Regions from separate parts of the Mus musculus genome. Here regions 1, 2, 4 and 5 are each linked to region 3. Evidence: chromatin contacts called from public Hi-C and HiChIP or PLAC-seq data. All regions are on one chromosome and are shown on one strand. Each heading gives the region's core, a stretch centred on a gene start, on an enhancer-like site or on the middle of the called end of the contact. The rest is flanking DNA. Distances are from core to core; before and after follow the strand shown.

Region 1 (2,700 bases), core at 8-2,507, 740 kb after region 3:
AAGAAAAGAAAAGAAAAGAAAAGAAAAGAAAAGAAAAGAAAAGAGAAGAGAAGAGAAGAGAAGAAAAGAAAAGAAAAGAGAAGAAATGAAAAGAAAAGAAAAGAAAAGAAAAGAGGAAAAGTAGAAAATCAAACAAAGTCCAAAAAGCAAAAAGGAGATACAGAAGGAATAAAGACTTTTTCATCAAACCCAGTTCTTTGACCATCGTAGGTAAATGATCACTGAACATATCTCAAGTCTCCAAAGTACACTTTAAAATCAATGATTGTATCAGGGCCTGAAGTTACTAACTGATAAAAGCTATCGATGGCCACCAGGTTCAGATTGCCATGTTATAAACCACATCTTTTCCCAATTTGCAAAAATTCAGTGAAATTTTGTTCAGATCACTACTTAATTTGTTCAGATCACTACTTAGTAACCAATTTGATAAACCCTCCAAGCATAACCTTAAACAAGCTAAAAAAAAAAAAAAAAAAAAAAAAAAACAACAGGGCGAAATGGGATTAATTAATGCAGATAAAGATTATTGTTTAAAGTTTTTAGAACATTTCATAGCAGCTCACAGGATATTACCTAGGTTTTCTCCTAAAACCAAGTGCCATTCCATATTTATCACCATAGCCAAAGCGTAGGCAGGGGTTAGAAAAGATGCAGTGGAAATAAGATTTTATGAATCACAATCAGATTGCAGCTGATGATGCAAGCGGTGACTCAGGCAAGTACCAGCATCGTGACCAAGACCGCGCCTGCACTTCTTATGTGCCGTTCATCATAGCGCTTGTGAGATGAAGTTACCAGCTGATGGCCAGAAATGGAGCCACTATCAGATAAAAATGAATCAGGATGCTCAAGTCAGAAAAGGCAAATAAATATCAAAGCATTAACCTGCACAGTACCTGGGGAGTTATGAGAGCTTGGTGGTAGCAACTGAGACATATCTCAGCATGGAGTTTTTTAACAAATAGTTTACATCCCCCAAAATACCTGTTGTAACCAAAAATATAATTCTGCAGCAATTTTCTCTAAAGTAACTAATCATGGCAACAAGCAAGAAGGAGGAAGAGAGACTGGAAAGGGAGACTGAGGATTCCTCAGGCAGGTATGCAAAAGCACCAGTCTATGACTTCAAGAAAATGCCTTCCTGGCCAGCCAGTATCTCTAAAGCCAGAAACACTCAACTGCAGAAGAGCTGGGCAAAAATCATGTGGCTCTTTTCACCCTCTACCGATGCTGTGAGCTTACTGTCCAGAATTCTTTTCTGTAGAGCAACAGAGGCCCCCAGTGTTTGTTCTTGTCTCCACCACTTGTACTCTCTAACACCAAACTACTTGGGAAAGAGATTTCTTCACCTTGTGCCCAAATCCCAAGAACTTTCATGAAGTGGAAATGTCTAGCTCTTTGGAAAGTTCAGTTTATGTCAAATAATGTTTTGCTGAGGCACACAGGTGAAAGGATGTCTTGCTAAAGCAGACACATGAAAGGCTGTTTTCCTGAAGCAGACAGGTAAAAGGATGTTTGGATATAGCAGACACATGAAAGGACTCTTGATGAAGGTGTACAAATATGACCCCACGGACAGTGGGGGATGAGCCCTGAGCTTTGGCTTGGTTTGCTGTGCCTTGCTATTCTTTGATAACGACCCACATGAATTGGTTTGCCTTACATTGTATTGTTGAGCTTAACCTGTGATAATGCTACCATTGAGAGAAACTCTCCCAAGAACTGCTCGTGAGGTTCCTGCAGCAGCTTGTTGCCTCTGCAGCCTCACCCTAGGCTGGTTGGAAAGCCTGGCAGTTTGTTCAGGTTGAACTTGAGCTGCCTGGTGCTTGCTTGCTGAAAGGATTGGACTGCAGCTGCTGGTTCATGCCTGGTGTCTGCCTACCTAGACAACTGGTCTGCAGCTGCTGAGTCATGACTCAACAGGACTGAACTGCTACCAAAGAAAATCCAGCTTGTCCCCAAAGAACTACTGCTGAATAGGTCCAATTACCCACTTTCCTAATAACTTTTTCTTCCACTACCTCTGCTGGGTGGTGGGCTAGAGGAGAGGTTGAACCCTTATTAAAAGAATGTTGCAGGGGACTAATATCCAATATATACAAAGAACTCAAGAAGATGGACTCCAGAAAAACAAATAACCCTATTAAAAATGGGGCACAGAGCTAAGCAAAGAATTCTCAACTGAGGAATACCAAATGGCTGAGAAGCACCTGAAAAAAAAATGTTCAACATCCTGATGTAATGGAAATGATTACATCAGAGAAATGGAAATCAAAACAACCCTGAGATTCCACCTCACACCAGTCAGAATGGCCAAGATCAAAAATTCAGGTACAGCAGTTGCTGGCAAGAATGTGGAGAAAGAGGAACACTCCTCCATTTCTGGTGGGACTGCAAGCTGGTACAACCACTCTGGAAATCAGTCTGGCGGTTCCTCAGAAAATTGGACATAGTACTACAGGAATATCCAGCAATACCTCTCCTGGGCATATACCCAGAAGATGTTCCAACATGTAATAAGGACACATGTTCCACTATGTTCATAGCAGACTTATTTATAATAGCCAGAAGCTGGAAAGAACCCAGATGTCCCTCAACAAAGAAATGGATACAGAAAATGTGGTACATTTACACAATGGAGTGCTACTCAGCAATTAAAAACAATGAATTTATGAAATTCCTAGGCAAATGAATGCA
Region 2 (2,700 bases), core at 201-2,700, 600 kb after region 3:
CTTCTTGCTTTCCACGTGAGCTGAGCACCCATTCATCTCTACAGAAAGCGCCCCTGCGCCCTAACATGCATCATGAGTCAAGGTGCAAAGAGCTCTTTTGACTTCGTGAGGAACTTGAACAGGAAATGCTTAATGCACTTACTTAAGGGGCGGTCCCTCTGAGCTGCAAACCTTTTTTTGCAGACATGGAAGGAGACTAAGGTATTAGTTAGCATAAGTATGTGCTTCAGCGTCTCTCCCATTCACTCACCTGAGCAGGTGCAGAGTCCCTTAATCATAACTGTCAAGAAAGGAAAGCTTGCAATTTCTACCATTTAAAGGGGGAAATGACAAAATGGGGGAGGAGGGAGGAGAGGAAGGGAGAGAATTGCATGAAATGGATGTAAATGTATATTGGAAGGCAGGTGGGGAGAAGGTGGAGGGAGGGTGGTGGGAATGGTGAATGAGTTCATCGATTTCCCTGTGATGTGTGAATAGTGAAAACTCCTTTGAATAGAGAAAAATAGGAACATTTGATCTTACAATGGAATGGGAGACTAAAGGCCTTTCAAAATATTCAAAAATGCATCAGATAAATATTTAGAAGGAAATGCTTAGGTTACAGATTGTGTACACTCATCCGTACCTCCTCAGATTCTGAGGGACGGTGGTGTTAGGAGGACTGATCGCTTGTTCCTGAATTTTAGGCTGAGCATGTATATGTCTGCATTTTGGGGAAGCCCAGGGAGGCCTTACTTCTACTGGAAAAAGCAGAATAGAGGGGTTTAGAGACGAGGGCCGCAAGGAAGTTCCTGGAAAGGCACCAACAGGTAAGGAAGAAGGCATGAAGAAAAGGTGGACACAGTGGCAGTCATGGGACATCTGCTCTCCAGGGGCAAGCATCAAGGGGAAACAGCACCATGGCTACTTAAGGCTTTATTCATGCCATGCTGGGGACAATTTCTCTGCACCCTGAGCCCATCTCCTCCAAACTCTGGTAAAATACTTATCATTCAACACACTCGCAGAGCAAGAGAGTGAGAGTCTGAGGATGAGACAAAGCAAGAATAAATGAGGGGGAGGGAGACAGAGTGCAAGAAGCGGACACTGTGAGCAACCTGAAACCCAGGGCGAACTTGGGTGAGTCTGGGATGATGTGAATGGGAGAACAGGCATTTGCAAGGACAGAAGTATTGTGTAAGAACCCGAGAGGAAGAACTGTGAAGACCTTTGCAGTTTCACCGCTGGGGGTTGTGGGGATATGACATGCCAAAGTCCCTTGTCTCCTTGCCCATGGAGGGAAGCAGACTTCTGCAGATAAGTGGGGAGGAGGCCTCTGGTGAGAGATCTGCTCTGTTGGTGCAGACTGGAGAGAGTGCCTGCTAGACTCTTTCAACCCTGGAGGCAGCTGACTGGCTGGTTTGTCAGTTCAGTTTACCAAGGATCAACACCAAAATGACAAAGTCGCAATCAGCATATGAGTCACCAGAGGGCTCTGCAGCTGCCTCTGTGCACTGGGCTTCACTTCCTGTAGTGTGGCAGGGAGGCGTTGATGCATGAGTCATCAAACACCTGAACAATCAGAGCTGAACTAGTCGATGGATAGCACAAGGCACAGCATCAAAATGTACAAAACCAGCATATCTTCGTGTCACCTGTAATAGAAATGTATTACATCGTTTACCCCGGGTAGTACTTACATGGCTGACAGGACACGTAAGCTGTATTACAGCCCAGTTGCATGACTCAGCCTGCCAAAACCTTGTCTGATGCCTTCCATGACCACTAATATGTCCTTAATATTATTTTCTGTAACTTATAATACTAAATCAAATGGAGTGAGTTCTTTAAAGTTTCTATGACTAATGCCCGTATCAAATAATCTATGGAGAAACATAGTCACAAATAATTCAACTACAGTTCAGAAGGAGTCATGCATGCTACAGATAAGAGAACTCGGAGAGAGCAAATAGCAAGCATAACCAATGGGTACTGGCCTGAGACATTAGAAAATAAACCAAATCCCATAGAAAAATCCCATCTAGAGGACAGAGATCTGAACACAATGTATATTTTCCCAAAGAGAGAAAGACAGAGTCAGATACAGGCAGGCAAGCAGGCAGGCAGATACAAAGGCAGGCAGACAGACAGACAGACAGACATATGCATGTGAGTAGGAATAGGGACCCACTGTATAGAAGAGATAATTAATCTACTAAGTGTCTGTACCGTTGCCAAATCTCTGTTAATGTTACAAATGGAGGGGCTGGAGACTCAGCTCGGTGGTTAAGAGCACTGGCTGCTCTTGCAGAAGAGCTAGGTTTGATACCCAGCACCCACATGGAAGTCCATAGCTGTCTGTAGCCCAATTCCAAGGGCCCCATCACCTTCTTCTGGCCTCCTCAAGCACCAGACAGCACCTGCTGCAGAAATACACATGCAGGTATAACACTCATACACATTAAGTTAATTACAATCTAAAAGTTATTAAAGCATTGCAAGCAACACTTCCAACAAAATCAAAGAATACGATGAATCACTAGTTAATTATTTCTTATTATCAAAACAGTAAATGGCTGTACAAATAAGGTCTTTACAGAGATAAAGGAAATTTCTCAGGAAAGGAGAGCAATTTCCTTCTTGAGTATTCTAGAAGATCTTAACCCCATAGGTCCCCATACAAGGGAATCAAAACAACAAGGGATCATCAGCATCAGAGAC
Region 3 (2,700 bases), core at 16-2,515:
TTAAGTTGCTAGAAAAGAAAGCTTGAACCGGGATAACTTATGAAGTCCACCCCACAATCTCCATCTGCCCCGTCTGAGGAACAAACGCGACAGTTCATTTCTCTAAAAGATTTTTTTTTTATTATATACATGTGTGTGTCAGGGGATAACTGAAGGGTACCCTGTATGAATCAGTTCTTCCACTGTGTGGGCTCTGGGACCCAATCAGATGGTCAGACTTGGCGCCAGGCACCTTTGCATGCTATGCTGGCCATCTCATTTAATCCAAGCATAATTTACTGAGTATCTACTATGCAGTAAGTTTCAAGTTTGGAGCCGGACACTGTCAATAAAGCAGACAAAAGTTACTGTCCTCTGAGACATGAAGATTTAGGGAAGACGTTTGTATTCTACATATAGTAGAGTGGTGGCTGTTGGAGCACAGGAGAATCATAGAGTATGGAAGGAGCTACAGAGGGTAGTAGTGTGGATAGTTAGGAGAGGTTTGACGTGAGGGGACCAAAAGAGACTCCACCCTTTTAGCAGCCTCCCAGGCTCCTCCCCACTGGGGCAGCCACAAAGTGCGGCTACTCTCTGAGTGTGTAAATCCGGGGCTTGGAGGTGGGGGTGCAGAAGGAGAATTCTCTTTTTCTATTTATTGCACGGGAAAGAACATCCTATAAAAATTGACTCAGAGGGTGCAACGTTCTGCTTCAATCCTCTCCCTCAGTTTACCAAGCGCCTGTAGGCTTGATTCTGCCTTCAGAGAGCTTACCTCTCTGATTAAGCTACTCAACACCAAGCTCCAAGCCCCAAACAAGTGCAAGGGTTGCCAAGGCCAAGGTGGGAGTTTCCTGGACACTGCAAAGCCACGCTGACAGCTCACACCCTCTTAGTGCCTGGACAGGCTCTGGAGAACCAGGGGCATAGAGAAGGGGAGGTGGGTGGGATGAGGGAACTGTAGCCAGTAGGCCACAGTCTCGTCCCCATCTTCCTCCTGTGGAGCAGATGGAGAGCCAGAGACTGACCCGGACGGTTGGCAGTTCCGGAAGGAAGACAGGCAGTGTCTGGTTAGAAGTAGTCTCTGGTGCTGCCTGGATCTCCTAGACCAGCTAGCGCCTTTAACTCTGCTGCCAGGTCCCCCAGCTCCCGGGTTCAGCCCCGCCCCCGGCGCCATCCCTTAGCTTGTGGACCGGCTGAGGCATCCAGGGGCAGGACGGAGCAAAGGTCCAGGCCCTCCCTCCTCTTCTCTGTGGGTGTCCGGGAACGCGCGCGTGCGCGTGAAAGAACGGAGCGTGCAGGACGGAGAGGCGGCGCGCGGGTAAGTGGCGGCGGGCGCGAGCTGCGGGTTCCGCTTGGGCTCCTCTTCCCTCCGCCCGCATTGTGTCCTGGCCTGGGGCAAATTGTCGGCTCCCCTTTGCCCCGGAAGATCCCCTTACATCTCCCAGAGGCGGGCGATTGGGGTAGTGATCTCCTTTTTTCTCCCCACCTTCCAGTAGGAGCAGCTGCTCCTTCTTACCCATAGTCTCATTCTCGCCCTGTCTCCATTCCATCCTTGCCCCTTCCACCATGATCACCACCACTCCTGTGGTCCTGGGATGTGGCAAGTGCAGCTGGTGTTCTCTGGCACCCCATCTCACCATGCCTTCACCATATCCCATGCATCCATCCTTTGTCTTCTAATCTCTCTCCTGTGTCGGTGTCAGAAGGATCCAGTGTGTGCATGAGTGCATGTGCAGGAAGATCACAGGCTGGCATGGGTCCTGCCTGACCTGGGGTAACTGACTGAACCTCTTCACTGTGAGGCCTTTTGCCTGGAGTGGCCGTTTGGGGAGGGGTTCTTCCCACTTGCACCCCTCAGGGAAAGACACCAGGCAGCTTCCAGGCTTTGCTGAAGCCTGAACAAAACAGCCAGCCACTCACTGGGAGTCTGAATGGGACTTGGAGAGAGGAGTCAGGGAGGATGCTCCAGGACAGCTGGGCCCAGGTGACAGTCAACCCGTAGGCAGAGTTGGGAGTGGAAGGAAAAGATCTGAGCTGTTGGAGGAACAGAATCTAGATATGCAATAACAATGAATTCTCTTCAACATGCATCACCTAGGAGTGCTTCTTGTAAGAAAGGCTGGACCCCTGATCAGAGAGAGCAGCAACCTAGACTGCCTGCCCACATCCCTGGACTCCAGGATGGCCTGCCTCCTGAGGAAGCTGTATATTGGCCACAGGGTGTTCTTGTTCTTTTTGAACTCTGGAGTCCTTGGAGAGGTCTCCTCTTTATACATAGGAATCTTCTCGTTTCTTTTTGAGATCCAGTCCTGGGAGCCTGGTCTGCCCTTGAACACTCTGATCCTGGGGCTTCTCCCATGGCCAAGTGGTAGGATTACAGGAAAGCTCTGCCAATCCCCATAACTGTGTTTACCTTTGAAAATTAATTAAAACATTTTTTTAAAGATATTATCTGTCTGTGAGGGCCAGCCTGGTCTTGGATTTGTAATTCTCCTGCCTCAACCTCTCTAGCCCTGAGTACCCAGATTACAAGCTGTGCCACCATATCTGTCTCCCTCTGATCGTAACCTCTGTCCCACTCTCCTCTGCTCCTCCTCAAAGCCTTGGCTGCCTGCTTCGGTCTGCCCTGCCAGGCTCAGGCCTATCCTCTGACCACCCTTTGTTCCTTTCACACACTATTGGTGGAAAGATACATTTTCCAAGGCAATGGCTTTGTCT
Region 4 (2,700 bases), core at 37-2,536, 540 kb after region 3:
CCACGGGGCACCTCGCAACAGTCTGTAACTCCTGTTGCAGGGAGTCTGAGGCCCTCTTCTGACCTCCTCCAGCACTATACACACATGGTAAGCAAAACAATCATACACATAAAAAACACATCTTTTAAAAAGAGAAGGAAGGAAAGGACAAGCAGACATGCTCAACATGAGAAATCTGCAAGCAGCCACATGAAGAAGAGGCTGAGAATGGCCAGTGTCAGGATACATGGGCTTAGAATGCTGGCCAGCCTGAAGGGAGAGCAGGGGCCAGAGTTAGACAGACTCCAAGTATGAGCTGCTTAGTGAGGGTCTGTAAGCAACAGCATCAAGGCTAGATAAGTACATATCTCAGAGTGCCTGAGACAGTCTCTTTCTCTGTCACGACAGGCCCATTTGGATGAAACCTTAAAGTGGGCAGGGGGGAACAATAGTTACATCTTTATAGTCTTATTATTCTCTAGAAGTTTATTTTTAGAACATTACATTTTTAATTTTTAAAATGTATATGAACATTTTGCATGCATGTATGCGCATTCCCCATGTGTGTGGGTGTGTGTGCAGTGCCCATGAAGGTCAGAAAATGCCACTAGATCCCTGAGAACTGAAATTACAGAGGGTTTTGACCCACCACATAGTACTGGGAACAGAACCCAGGTCCTCTAGAAGGGCAGCCAGAGCTCTTAACCTCTGATCCAGTTCTCCAGCCCCATCTTTTGGCAGTCATGGCAAGCCCTCACTGAGGGCCAGACATGCTTCAGAGCCCACTCAACCAACCAAAATCCATACAACTGAGTGAACTTTAAAAATTAAAATCTATAAAACAGTTATGCTTTACTAAGACTTAGCCTTTTCTTCATGACCTTCAACAAAGCTCTGCAGCTGACATCTTCCCCCATGTCCTTTCATGTGGTGTTTCAAATCTTGAGGGGCAACTGTAACGCTTTTCTTCCTTAAAATTAACCTGTTTCCAGGGGTACAGGAGATTGGGGGGAGGGAGTGTCCAAAGCTGATGGGTATGGTCCATCCTCATTGGACTCCAAACTCTCACTGACTGAATATTTAACATCAAGGTCCAATCTGCACCTTGGTGATTCTAATGTCACCTTTACCAGGAATGAATCCATGAGACTACAATAGAGACATGACAGCATCTGTCTTTCTTGGGTATCTGGATAGGAATAGGAGGAGCCCCAGCAGCTAGCTGCCTTCATCTGAGGACTAATGATCCATCCTGTTCACCACCACTCCAGTACAGGATCTGACATCTACTTATGCTGCCTGCCTGCCTAGTGATATGTTTACTGTGGGTGTGGGTGGAGATGTCATGGAAATCAGCTCCCAGATCCTTGTCTCCAGGAGACCTGTGCAAAATCAGATGAAAAGCTACAGGGCAGTGTTTGGCCAGAGAAACTGAGAACAGAACCATGGATCTCAGGCTTGAGAAATGAGAGGAATCCTTTGGGTCATCTGCTACTTCCTGCAGGGAATCATCTCCAGCAGTGTGCTGGGTCTGTAAATGTCTGTGCATAGACCTGCTTAATAATAGTGGCATTCAGCTACCCCACACTGGGATCCTTAATGAGTAATTCCTTCTTGATGGGTCCTGGGAGACTTCACTCCTTTGTCGTTCTCATTTATCTGGCTGAGTTTCCTGGGAAGCTGGTTTAGTAGGGCAACAAAGATAGGTATTTGTTTGCCTGCACTGAAATCTCACCAGCTAAAGGCCTCTTGGCTGTTGTTTGGGGGAACAGAAAAACTTTAGATTATATGGCAGTGAGCCAACCTCTTGAGACATCTGAGAAAGTGCACCTCTGGTTTGCCTCCAGCCTTGTCTTGCCTTATTTGTAAGGCTTGTCAGAAATGCCTGAAAGGAAGAAAGGGTACTCTGCAATTGCCACGTGCCAGGATGTGAATCCTCCCACCTTGGCTGGATGATTTCAAGCTGCTAACATTTAACAACTGGCTGTCTTCCTTCCTTATCCATCCCCTCACTGCCTACAATTGTTAGCTCTCTGGGAGAACCTATTTGTATTTCCTGAAGTCACAGGATTTAAATACCAGAAGGGCTCCCTCTGGTGCTTTGTCTGACAACAACTTGGGAAGACAGATGCTCAGAGACTCCAAGATGAAAGAGCTCTAGGAAGGCTCGAAAATTGAGAAGAAAAAAAAAAAAAAAAAACCACCACCCATAGACCTGTAGAAGAGAGCCTTGGAGGCAGGTGTGGAGAGAGAAGCAAACATGCCATCCCACAGAGCCAGGCACTATGTTTCCAGAAGGTCTCCAGTTTAATTAGCCCTTTCCTTCTCCAGAAGAATCTAGGAGGTATGGATAACAACTTGTTTTGAAATAACTCAGGGTAGGGAGCACAAAACTGAAGACAGAGTACCTGCCAGTCCAGAAGAACTGGGATGGGGTTTGTTGAGTTCCTAAGCAACATGATACAAACATAGGATCCCCTTTGTTGAGAGGCAGGGGTACAGGAGCCATCTCTCCATGAATAGCTGAGCAGCCAGAGAAGTCTGGCCTGTGTATACAGACAGTCTCTCAATGTTATTTCTCAATAGAAGTATTCTATATTGGTACTAAGAGAATATTTTATTTAAAAAAAAATGACCCCTCTCCACAAAAGAAGAAAACTGTGTGCCCCATTGCTTTAAGCAGTGAATGAGTTTGTGAGAATCCACCTGTAGAACAAGCAA
Region 5 (2,700 bases), core at 65-2,564, 850 kb after region 3:
TTGAATCCTTCAGTGTATATTGTTTCTTAAATGGAATATATTACTTCAACTCTTTCCTCTCACACAATGAGCTTTAAAGTTCTGGAGAGTAGCTGATGAGCCAGAAAATATTCAAAGGCAATATCTTTTTAATATTTAGGGTCTTAGTTATCCTAGAAAGATTGTGGTACAGAAAATTTAAGAAAGAAAAGATGATTTGCTTACTTCAAATTATTTTCAAAAGCTTCCAGGAGATGTTAATTGGCTAAGACCTTACCTTAATGCCTTAAGGTGACTTAAGCCTTTGTTGGATGTTATCAACGGAGAGGCAAATTAACTGGTGAGAAACAAAAGGCTTTGCAGAAAGTAGAGGAAGCTTTTATAATTAATTGTTATCAATTTTAATCAATGGTAATCAAATATTAGCTGCTTATTTTAGTTATTGTTACTCAGTGTGCCCACAGCAATTCTTTGGCAAAAGAGAACATTAATGTAAAATCATCTTTCTTCATCTCCAAGTAAAGTTTTAACATCCTATTATGACATTGCTGTGGTGCTAATAAAGAATTGTAAGATAAAATCATGAAGGAATTTTAGAAAAACAACAACAACAACAACAAAAATGTGTCTTAAAAACCTGACGAGGCATCTGTTCTTTGTTCCAAACAGCAATTAAATTGGTTATTGCAGAATATTGATATTTGGCCTACTGCATAGACTTTCTAGGTAAAACTGATAATTATTATCCAAAAGATAAGTTGTTAAAGATTGCTTCTATGCATGCTTTTGTATTTTCTGTAAATTTATGCATGCATGCATCCCATAAAGACTACATCTACTGTATTTAAAAACAGCCCTTCTATGGGAGAAAAGTATATGTGATTGGATCACATGTTTATTCTTTTGAGTTTCCTCCTGCTTCAGCACAGATAATTAAATTGTGTGCTGTAGCCAGTGTTTTAAAATGTTGAAAAATCAAGCTTTAATTTATATACTAATAGTCTATATATACATATGTACATAACAACACCACAGAGCTGTGTTTGTGCAAATAAACACAAACAAGCTGCACATGCTCCCGAGGATGGATAAGAATAAGTTATTTGAAGACCACAATCCTAAGACATGCGTGGCCGCCAGCCACCATAATTCCCAGGCAGGACCATGGAGCATAAGTAAATTTTAAGTCCCAGTACAGCTAATTTTTATTATATAATTAGGGAGGAATTGTAGCCTCCCCCAGCCTTGAGCAGGCTGGCTCAGACCTGTTCCTCCTCTATGAACAAGACCACCTAGGGTGGAGTCTTCCAACCTAGATAGGTCTATTGTTCTGCCACCTCTGCCATTTTCTCCAAGATGCAGCTACCTGCTGAGATGCTGAACCTGTTCTCCTGACTCTATCCAGATGAAAGGAGATCCTGGTGTGATGGGGGATGGGATGGGTTCCCCCCACCCCACCCCCCACTTTATAAGCTCAGACTCTTAAGTAAATTTTGGGCTTTGATCAGTATCTTTGTCTTGGTCTCGTTATTTCTCTCACCATTTTCTCCCATGCAGCCCCAGCCTCCCTTTCAGGAACCCGGTTCAAGTAGCCTACAGTTATCTCTATCCAAAGTCTCCATAAATATCAAAAACTGGAAGTTCGTAGAGAAGAGGAAGGTACTATTAAGGGAACTAAGAATAGGGAGGCTATATTTGAACCCCAGTTCACTGGCCCAGATAGAACTCTGTTCACAGAGAAGTTAAGCAAAGGGACCTCAAGGCTAGTATCAAGCTTTAGTGTCTTTGCTGAGTCCTTTGGTGTAGCAAGATCTTTATAAAGTAAGAAAGGCTATGGCAGATGTCAGTAACTTAGACCAACATGTAAAGAGTATCTGAAAAATAAAAGAAGCTAAAGGAGAAATATTCTTTTAAGGTTAAGCAGAAAAAGAGGCCTGTCTAGGTTCTTCTAGGTGAAGTAGTATTTATGTTGAGCTAGGGTTGCTAAGGAAAAATCTGATAGAAAGGCATTGTGTGCTAAGGAGCATCTGCCTAAGGAGAAGACATCCTTGACAGAATACAGATGAAGCACACAAGCCTGTCCCAGGAGTGGGTGATCCCCCAGACCAAGGAGGGGACACAGCAAAAGATAAAGCTGGGGTGTAGACTGTTCGCCCAGCTAGAACTGCCCCGACAGCCAGGGATGGTGAATGGGAGGCTGGAGGCATGTGCCAACCCAGGGTCACTCTGACCTAGTGAGCCAGAGGTGCAGCGGGAAAGCAGGGCCACATTTACCTTTGGCCTTGAGTATGTCTGAGCCGACTAAGTCAAATCCACTGAGTTGATCAGGTGTGGAGAAATGAGGGAGGCTCCCAGAACAGGCTCCAGGTCATGTAAACATAATAGTTCAGAGAGAATCGCCAAGGATTACAGAGAACAAATTAAGTTAGCACCTCCTATCTATGCTTTGTACCTGACCTTGATCTTTGGAGGAAGCAAATTGATGGAACCTTTCCATGCTGTATTAGACCTTGCTCATTTCAACCTTAGTTATCATCTTAGTTGTGAACTTCTAGGCTCACCTGACACTTGCTGAGGATGGATGACAACTGACTTTCAGGTGTTTCACCAAGGTTATCTTTGGAACCCACTGATCTGTTATGAGATAGTAGTTCCGGAAGTTGCCTTGTCCTGCCCATTCACTGGAAAAGGTTTTGTTACATAGATAACATAATGCTTACC

Evidence for each region. Hi-C and Micro-C count contacts between places; a contact is called where the count stands out from the background. HiChIP or PLAC-seq counts read pairs in DNA pulled down with a chosen protein or histone mark.
Region 1: a Hi-C map of the N1E-115 cell line shows a contact between it and region 3, with 10 times the contacts expected there. The contact joins the enhancer-like site here to the promoter of Gsdme in region 3. A contact is called at or near these places in 17 of 39 promoter capture datasets (the 3T3-L1 cell line, the C10 cell line, the HPC-7 cell line and 11 more), 2 of 484 Hi-C or Micro-C datasets (the N1E-115 cell line and cortical neurons), 10 of 115 datasets of contacts at active chromatin or transcription factors (SST interneurons, T-cell acute lymphoblastic leukemia, bone marrow-derived macrophages and 5 more) and 2 of 9 other capture datasets (adipose tissue and liver).
Region 2: a contact with region 3 is called in a FOXA1 HiChIP or PLAC-seq map of pancreatic cancer cells. The contact joins the enhancer-like site here to the promoter of Gsdme in region 3. A contact is called at or near these places in 8 of 39 promoter capture datasets (the C10 cell line, embryonic stem cells, hippocampal neurons and 3 more), 1 of 484 Hi-C or Micro-C datasets (the N1E-115 cell line), 3 of 115 datasets of contacts at active chromatin or transcription factors (embryonic hindbrain, pancreatic cancer cells and stem cell-derived neural progenitor cells) and 1 of 9 other capture datasets (liver).
Region 4: a Hi-C map of the N1E-115 cell line shows a contact between it and region 3, with 4 times the contacts expected there. The contact joins the enhancer-like site here to the promoter of Gsdme in region 3. A contact is called at or near these places in 1 of 39 promoter capture datasets (hippocampal neurons), 1 of 484 Hi-C or Micro-C datasets (the N1E-115 cell line), 1 of 115 datasets of contacts at active chromatin or transcription factors (embryonic stem cells) and 1 of 9 other capture datasets (adipose tissue).
Region 5: a contact with region 3 is called in an H3K27ac HiChIP or PLAC-seq map of embryonic stem cells, with 6 times the contacts expected there. The contact joins the enhancer-like site here to the promoter of Gsdme in region 3. A contact is called at or near these places in 7 of 39 promoter capture datasets (the 3T3-L1 cell line, cranial neural crest, embryonic stem cells and 3 more), 1 of 115 datasets of contacts at active chromatin or transcription factors (embryonic stem cells) and 2 of 9 other capture datasets (embryonic stem cells and liver).

Annotation. Positions count from the first base shown.
Region 1 is chr6:49,521,923-49,524,622 of GRCm38.p6, reverse strand. No RefSeq gene overlaps it. Among named protein-coding and RNA genes, the nearest start is that of Gm31226, 110 kb to the left of the region's middle. Within about 2 kb of position 1,257, at least 11 of the 459 cell types and tissues checked have an H3K27ac peak or open chromatin away from gene starts, as enhancers often do. A contact at or near this core is called in the N1E-115 cell line and SST interneurons, where this site is marked.
Region 2 is chr6:49,655,556-49,658,255 of GRCm38.p6, reverse strand. The region is part of intron 2 of Gm31226 (a long non-coding RNA gene); the gene reads right to left. Among named protein-coding and RNA genes, the nearest start is that of Gm31226, 23 kb to the right of the region's middle. Within about 2 kb of position 1,450, at least 54 of the 459 cell types and tissues checked have an H3K27ac peak or open chromatin away from gene starts, as enhancers often do. A contact at or near this core is called in the N1E-115 cell line and pancreatic cancer cells, where this site is marked.
Region 3 is chr6:50,260,334-50,263,033 of GRCm38.p6, reverse strand. Gsdme (gasdermin E) reads left to right here and starts at 1,265. Exons shown (of 10, transcript NM_018769.4): 1 at 1,265-1,300.
Region 4 is chr6:49,716,002-49,718,701 of GRCm38.p6, reverse strand. No RefSeq gene overlaps it. Among named protein-coding and RNA genes, the nearest start is that of Gm31226, 84 kb to the right of the region's middle. Within about 2 kb of position 1,286, at least 12 of the 459 cell types and tissues checked have an H3K27ac peak or open chromatin away from gene starts, as enhancers often do. A contact at or near this core is called in the N1E-115 cell line, where this site is marked.
Region 5 is chr6:49,411,840-49,414,539 of GRCm38.p6, reverse strand. The region is part of intron 6 of Stk31 (serine threonine kinase 31); the gene reads right to left. Among named protein-coding and RNA genes, the nearest start is that of Stk31, 18 kb to the right of the region's middle. Within about 2 kb of position 1,314, at least 8 of the 459 cell types and tissues checked have an H3K27ac peak or open chromatin away from gene starts, as enhancers often do. A contact at or near this core is called in embryonic stem cells, where this site is marked.